Linked DNA regions of Sus scrofa: region 2 is linked to region 1. The links are chromatin contacts, called in public Hi-C maps. All regions are on one chromosome and are shown on one strand. The core of a region is the stretch at or near the end of the contact, and the rest is flanking DNA. Distances in the headings are between cores, read along the strand shown. Region 1 holds the start of GYS2 (glycogen synthase 2). Region 2 holds the start of PYROXD1 (pyridine nucleotide-disulfide oxidoreductase domain-containing protein 1).

Region 1 (4,014 bases), core at 577-3,076:
GTAATATATCACATTACAAGTTATCAATTCCATCCTTTAAATTCCTTTCCCCCATCAATCATTTGGCCTGGTTCTTTATGACCTTGAAAAACTCAGCCTTCAGAACTGTTACTTTTCTTTACCAATATTCCTTTAATATTAGTGTTAACAACCCTGACACTTTTCAGCTAGACAATATTAATACACAAGGAATTTTTTTAAATAATTTTTCTGATATTTTCACCATAAAAATCATTTAAGTCAGAGTTCTCTACTTTGCCTTCTCCAATCCAATACAAATGAGATCATACCTTATTGAGGAATTATTTAAATTTTGTCAATTTGATTTCTTTTCAGGAGTTCCTGTCGTGGCGCATGGGAAACAAATCCAACTAGGAACCGTGAGGTTGCAGATTCAATCTCTGGCCTCACTCAGTGGGTTAAGGATCTGGCATTGCTGTGAGCTGTGGTGTAGGTTGCAGACATGGCTGAGATCCTGTGTTGCTGTGGCTGTGGTGTAGGACAGCAGCTATAGCTGCAATTGGACCTTTAGCCTGGGAACCTCCATATGCTATGGGTGCCGCTCTAAAAAGCAAAACAAATTAAAATAAAATTAAAAATTTTTAAAAATTGATTTCTTTTCTTATTTTATAATTTCTCTGTATATATAGTATTAAAGAAAAATTCCAGGCATTCTTCTTCTTCTTCTTCTTTTTTTGTTTTTTGTCATTTTGCCATTTCTTGGGCCACTCCCAAGGCATATGGAGGTTCCCAGGCTAGGGGTTGAATCCGAGCTGTAGCTGCCGGCCTACACCAGAGCCACAGCAACGCAGGATCCGAGCCGTGTCTGCAACCTACACCACAGCTCACGGCAACGCCAGATCATTAACCCACTGAGCAAGGGCAGGGATCGAACCCGCAACCTCGTGGTTCCTAGTCGGATTTGTTAACCACTGCACCACGACGGGAACTCCCAGGCATTCTTCTTAAATAGAAGCTTCTGAGTTGCTTCTGAGTTAAAACTTTAATTCCATGTTAACCTTGAATTATTATAAATGTCTAATAATTTGTATACTGACTAGCAGCATATGGAGTTAAAGTTTCTACTCGGTCCTGATAAAATACCGTTCTTCCTAAAATATAGTACAAAACTGTGCTGAGAAAAATCATAAAACCAAAAAAAGAAAAATTAACTGTGTATTATTGTTTTGTCGTAATACGAATTTCAAAATTTTTTTAAATGCACATTCCCTGGCAACGACTCATATTTTCAACTTTTCCTGCAACACATACACACGTCTAAGTTTTCATTGCCTGTTGAAATGTACAAGGTTAAATGTAATCTAAACATATTCAGTTTGAACATTTTCCTTATTCGCTGGCAATTCATTCTCTCTAGAGAATGTGAAATCCCAATCTATGTACATTCTCCGGCAGTCTGGCAACTAGTCTCCTCAGGGTGCCGTACTAACCTTTATTGGTCACTTCCCAAGACACTTCAAAGAGCAGTAAATCTTCCACAGGAAGCTCAGCTTCCCACCGAGGCAGCCCACCCAAGGATGTCACCGATAGGGACCGGCCTCGAAGCATTCTTCCTTCAGTTCTCTGACGCTGGAAGCCCTCTTTCAAGGAACTGCAATCCTAGGTGCACTTGATGCAGGGATTCAGAGCTGGTAGATCACAAGCTTTGGTAGCTTCTCAGAGGAATAAACCAGCAGAAAGAAATCCGCTGGGCTTCCCACAGAATTCCCAATTGAAGGTGGAATTCTCTGTTCCTTATACAGTCTTTCTGGGAAGGTCCAGTGAGGACACGATCTCCAATCAATATCTACCCAAACAGCCCAGAACAGTCACAAGTAAAAACCCCCCGGTTTTGGGGCTTAGGTAAGCACCCATGAGGAGAATGGAATCCTCAGAGGCTGATCATGACGTGAGTCCAGACCTTTAGCCCTTGTCCTCTTGACCAAAATCCTAGACCCACACAGTCACCAGTGCTGATTTCATCACTTCCAAAGTGACCCAAGAGTAGCAATTCCCCTTATAAAGCTTGCAGATGATTCCATTTTATTTTTTTTATTTTTTATATTTTAAAATTTTATTTTATTGAAGTATAGTTGATTTACAATATGTTAATTTTTGCTGTCCAGCAAATTCAGCTAGCCAGCTAGATATAAATATACACTCATTTTCATATTATTTTCCATTATAATTTATCACAAGATACTGAACGTAGTTCTCTCTGCTATCCAGTATGACCTTGCTACTTATACAGTCTATATAGAGTAGTTCGCATCTGCTAATCCCAGAGTCCCAGTCTATCCCTTCCCTAGCCTTTCCCTCTTGGAGACCACTAGTCTGTTCTCTATGTGCAGACCATTTTAGGTTACACATAGAATTGAGTGAGACAGGAGTTCCCTTCATGACTCAGCGGTTAACAAACCTGACCAGGACTCATGAGGATGACAGTTCGATCCCTGGCCCCACTTGGTGGGTCGGGGATCCTGCGTGGCTGTGAACTGTGGTGTAGTTTGCAGATGCGGCTTGGATCCCGAGTTGCTGAGGCTGTGGTGTAGGCCGGCAGCTGTAGCTCCGATTTGACCTCTAGTCTGGGAACATCCATACGCTGCAGATTCAGCTCTAAAAAGCAAAACAAAACAAAACAAAACAAAGAATTGACTGAGACAGTTTCTAAGCCTTTAATCCGTTTAGATTTCCTAAATATTATTTTTTTGATTCTCATTTCTAGATCATTAAAAAAATTATTTTGGAGTTCCCATCCTGGCTCAGCGGAAGAGAATCTGACTAGGAGCCATAAGGTTGCGGGCTTGATCTCTGGCCTCGCTCAGTGGGTTAAGGATCTGGCATTGCTCATAGATGCAGCTCACATCCTGCATTGCTGTGGCTGTGGTATAGCCCAGCAGCTATGGCTCTGATTCGATCCCCAGCCTGGAACCTCAGTGTGCAGTGGGTACAGCCCTAAAAAAAAAAATTATTTCTAGTTGTTTTATTTTACATTGACAAATTATATTTTGATAATAGGCATTGATCTTCGTTCCCCTTTCCTTAATTACTTTTCTAAAATATTCCTTCTGAATGGAGTTCCCTGGTGGCTCAGCAGGTTAAGAATTGCATTGTTGCTGCTGCAGCTTGGGTCACTGGTGTGGGTTCGATCCCTGTCCCAGGAACTTCTGTGTGCCTCGGGCATGGCCCAAAGAAATTTCCCTATGAAAAAGTATAAATGCCAGCATTTCTCTCTTTTTTTTTTTTTTTTTTTTTTTTTTTTGGTCTTTTTAGGGCCACACCCATGGCACATGGATGATCCCAGCCTAGGGGTTGTATCAGAGCTAAAGCCATCAGCCTACACCACAGCCATAGCAATGTGGGATCTGAGCCGCATCTGTTGCCTACACCACAGCTCAGGGCAATGCCAGATCCTTAACATATTGAGTGAGGCCAGGGATCAAACCCTCCTTCTCATGGATCCTATTTGGGTTCGTTAACCATTGAGCCACAACAGGAACTCCAATGCCCGCATGACTTTGAGTATAACATAAAAAGAAAGTAATTTTAACAGATCAATGATCATCAGACCACCATTTTAATGAGGTTGTAGAAATTAATTTTAGTCATATTTGTACATTTACCTCAAATATTATCAACTTGATAATATGTGTTTGTATTTATATAAATATGCATGTGCTAATTTACTTATACACAGAGATATATCTTATATTGTTCCTAGAAAAAGACATTCAGAAAGTATGCTTAGTTTTGAAATACCTTACTTTACAGATTTAGCCTACAATCAGTATTTTTACATTATTATTCCAAATAGCAACAGAATTGAAATTTATACAAAATATCCTTTACATTAGAATTACAAGCAGAATTCTCATGGAATAATTTCTTACTTGCTAGTATGATAACCTAATAAAAGATTCTGACTTTTAAGAGTTAGAAAGGTTAGAATCTTTTTTCACATCTTTAGCCATTTTCTATACAGTTGGCCTTACCTACTTAATAAGTATTTCAATG
Region 2 (4,371 bases), core at 573-3,072, 160 kb before region 1:
CTGTAATCAGCTTAGTAAAGAATTGGAAGCTAGGTTTTCATTTAATAGTTTAAAAGTCAGAGATGACATTTAAAAAAAAAAAAAAAGTTAAGGAAGTAGAAGTAGCAAGACAAAGAGGGTTTAATTCCCTTCAATTTTTCCAGATTATTCCTAAACTCCTCAACTATTTTTTTTTCCCTCTTTCTTTTTGCCATCTCCTATATTTCCTGTACTCACTTCTGCCATGAAACTTTTGGTAGTTGAGATATTTCCTGTTGGGTGGCCAGATAGCTCCTCTGAACCCATCCAAAGGCTACTGAGCCTTGGAGATTCAGTATAAATCCTGCCTTCTCTGAAGCTGACCTTGTCTACTCCAGACTCCAAAGGCATACACCATAATATTTAGCAAAAAACTGGTCTGAAGATACAGAGAGGGAAAAGTAATAATCCCTGAGATTAAGGAGTTTGTGGTTGGAGGGGGGAGAGGAATCAGACCCACATCAGATTAAAAAAAAGTGTTTTAACTCTGAATTCAGGGGATGACAAGGGACTATTGGAACACAGAGAGGATACCTGCCTCAGTCTTAAAGAAATTAGATAAAGCTTCTTAAGGGAGGTCATGGATGGTTGAACCAAAGGTCAGCGGGGAATTAGCTAGGGAAAACCCATTGGGAAAGAGTATTAAAGAAAGAGTTATGTGCAAATGCTCAGAAAAGAAAGAACATACCTATCCTGGAAGCTGCAAGCGTGGTTCTAGCTAAAGCACAGTGAGTTGAATGAGATCCAGTGAAAACAGAGGTAAGAGAAGTAAACAAGACTCGATCTATACAGGTTTAAAGTACATTCTCCTCCTCCTCGAAATGCATTATTTGGTTGCCTAAGCTAGTAACAGGAATTAGAGTTGCTTATTTAACTGCCTACTATTTAACTTATTAAATCAAAGCACAATCATTATTAGGGATATCAGTAAATATCTGTAATTAGATGTGTTAGGTTTTCCTGTTATACAGCCTGGTTATTTCCAGAATTTAAGAATTAAAGGGGGACTGATAATTCCCAGTTTTGGAATGAGCCATTTAGAGAAATAGCACCTTCTTAATATTATAATACAACCCCCAGGGGAAGGATTATATTAGACAGCGAAGGTAATAGAAAATAGTAAAATAATGTAAAATAGTAAATACTGCAATAATTTGAATATCGTAAAAATAATTTTTACAAATTAGATTGGGAATATTTAATTCAGTCTTCACAGATGTTATTTACTGGAAACTGGGGAGGAAATGGTGGTTTATTTTTACAAAGTGGCGAGCAACTCTATATACTGCAGAAATTTATCGTTGAGATCAAAATTGTCAACGGGAACAACTTCTTAGAGAACAATCCATAGTATTGCTTTGCCTTGATTCATGTGTCTATGAATAATTTGCTTCCAAAAGGTAAAATCTTAGATTGCTTGGTTAAGGATAGGGAAGGATGATGTTCCTTCTACCATTGAGTTTTAAGAGTTGAACTATGTTTAACCTCCCGCAGGAACCAACAGTGAGAAGTTCAGAGCAGTTCATTGATTCTAAGAACGCGCTGCCCCGTGAGAACACTGATCTGTCTTAGACAACCTGTTAAGGCTCTTTGAACAACCCATCTACTTTACTTTGGCTTTTGTCATATCAAACCTACGTGGAAAAAAGACATTTAGCAGCGGTGATAATAACGCAAAGCCCTGCAATCAACAAGCCGCCTCTGCGCTTAGGAACCGCAGCCCCAGCAGATAAGCGAAGAGACTAAGTATGAGCTCCCGGGCACCCGTACCTCGGATTCTCAGGAGCGCGAAGGGAATAAGTGTGAGCTCCGAGGCACCCGTACCTCGGACTCTCAGGGGCAAACGACGGAAGTGGTCGCCTGGCGCCGCTCCCTCTCCCGAAATCCAAACTTTTTTGGCTCCACCACTGTTGTCTGCAAACCGCTGGAGGTCCGAGAGCATGGAGGTAGCGCGCTCGCCCCCTACAGCAGGGAAGTTTGTGGTGGTCGGCGGTGGCATCGCGGGCGTTACCTGTGCGGAGCAGGTAAAGCAGGCGCGCAGGCTTCTCCCTTCTCCTCGACCCCGGCGGCGGTGGCGCTCGGGGTTCCCTCCTGCCGCCTTTCCTAGTCCTTTTTCCAGGTAGCTTTCTAGCCGCTTTGTTTTTCTCCCTTCACTCATTCCGGCTCCCAAGTATTGTAGAGTGTGTCGTGGCCGTCAGGTGACATCCTTAGTACCTCTCAAGCTTCGCTTCAGGCGCTGAAAGGAGAGGTGGCGAGCAAGTTATTAGCGGGGAAACTAAAGCAGAGTGAACCCGCTTCTGGTCCTAGTAATAGCGGAGCAGACCGGGGGTTGGGGGGGCTAGGGGGTGGGAGGGGTTATAACTAGGAAGTACTTGGTCGGAAAATTCAGCCCCTTTTCTTAAATTAGCTGATTGAATTCCGCTTCCGCCTAAATTCCAGGTCCGTAGTGCATCATAACTAAGAGATAACTAAGTGATAATCTCTTACGTAAGTTTCCTGTACTTGGCACTCCCAAGATACTATAGATATGTCATCTATAGTAATGTTTTGTAAAACAGCCAGCAAGGGATTAAATACAGCGAGGGAATAAGTTTCTGATTTACAGTGACTAGTCAGACTACATATATACATGTATTCTAATAAAGAATGGGTTATTTCGCTGGTAAAAAGTAAACATAAGTAGTCACTGATGTCATAAGAATTTGAAGTATTTTTCCTCAACTCTTAATCTTGGGATGTGTATTTTTCATTTATTCACCAAGTAAACACCTATAATCCAGTCACTGTACTAATGGCTGATCAGATAAATACAGAGAATGGTACCTCCTTTTTAGAGACCCACAGGGTAGTGGAAGAGACATGTAAATTATTTCCTCAGTGTGTTTGGTATCTTAGGGGTGCCTTTAGAGTTGGTAAGTAGTAAATTAGGGGAGAAGTATCCTTTCTCACAGTAGATGTCCTTTTGTCTTACAGGCATAGCTCATTTTATTGCACTTTGATTTATTATACTTCACGTTGCATTGTTTACAAGTTGGAGGTTTGTGGCAACCCTGTCCAGCAAGCCTTTTAGGTGCCATTTTTCTGACAGCATTTGCTCACTTTGTGACTCCGTCATATTTTGGAAATTCCTACCAGTATTTCAGACTTATAAATCATTCTGTTTGTTATGGTGATCTGTGATGAGTAATCTTTGATGTTACTATTGCAAAAAGATTGCAACTCACTGCAGACTCAGATGATGATTAGCATATTTTAGCAAAGTATTTTTTAATTAAGACGTCCATTTTTCTTTTAGAAATAATGCTGTTGTGCACTTAATATTGACAACTGTATAATGCAAACATAACTTTTATATGCACTGGGAAACCAAAATTGCATGTGACTTGCTTTATTGCATTACTCACTTTATTGCAGTAGCCTGGAACTGGACCCATAGTATATCTGAGTTATACCTGTATAGAAGAATGAGTAAAAGTTTACCAGGTAGACAAGAAAAGACAGACATTCCAAAGAGATTCCACCTGTAATCTCAGGTGGAAAAGCATGGCATTATCTGGAAGAAGAAAGCTGAAAGCATGTGGTACATAAAGGACAAAGACTGGCAGATACATAAAGGATCTTGTAGTCAAGTTAAGAATTTAATAAGAACTTATAAGTAGTTGAACAATTTTGAGCAGTGGAGAAATGTGATCAAATGAAAACTTTTGAAAGATAGTTATAATGTGTTTGGGATAGGGGTAACTGGTTAATATGAGACTGGAAGGCCAACTTACAGGTGATTTTAGTAATAGGGCTATTGAGGGTCTGGTGGAAACAGAAAGTGGGAAAGTAAATTACAGAATATGCAAAGGAAAGGAAGATGGAGAGAGTGATAATATTGAGAATATTATAGAAAGTTTAAATAAGAAGGCACTAAAAAGAATCTGGTGGGTTTAAAGGCTGTATAGGTGACTTGAATATGCTTAATTTTGATTGTATAGTGGAGATAGAAATAGAGATTGGTGGAGATAAGGAACTGCAGCGAGAGATAAGAAAATATTTTCAAGAAACATAAAGTGAGCGAGAGAGAGGTTGTATAGAGGAAAATGAGGAAAAATTAGAAAGTTAAACTTTGAAATTTTGATAAGGCCAACTTTTTTTTTTTTTTAAAGGCTGCACCTATGGCTCATGGAAGTCCCCAGGCTAGGGGTCAAATCGGAGCTGCAGCTGTGGGCCTACACCACAGCCACAACAATGTGAGATCTGCAGCCTGCACCACAGCTTGTGGCAATACCAGATCCTTAACCCACAGAGCTAGGCCAGGAAACGAACCTGCATCCTCACAGACACTATGTGGAGTTCTTAAGCTGTTGA

Evidence for each region. A called contact is a pair of places that touch in the nucleus more often than the background predicts.
Region 2: a contact with region 1 is called in a Hi-C map of liver, with 5 times the contacts expected there. The contact joins the promoter of PYROXD1 here to the promoter of GYS2 in region 1. A contact is called at or near these places in 2 of 47 Hi-C or Micro-C datasets (epiblast stem cells and liver) and 1 of 2 datasets of contacts at active chromatin or transcription factors (alveolar macrophages).

Annotation. Positions count from the first base shown.
Region 1 is chr5:51,860,764-51,864,777 of Sscrofa11.1, reverse strand. GYS2 (glycogen synthase 2) reads right to left here and starts at 1,826. Exons shown (of 16, transcript NM_001195511.1): 1 at 1,452-1,826. The coding sequence starts at 1,569.
Region 2 is chr5:52,018,295-52,022,665 of Sscrofa11.1, reverse strand. PYROXD1 (pyridine nucleotide-disulfide oxidoreductase domain-containing protein 1) reads left to right here and starts at 1,822. Exons shown (of 12, transcript XM_021092253.1): 1 at 1,822-2,042. The coding sequence starts at 1,959. It also overlaps a transcript of SLCO1A2 not described here.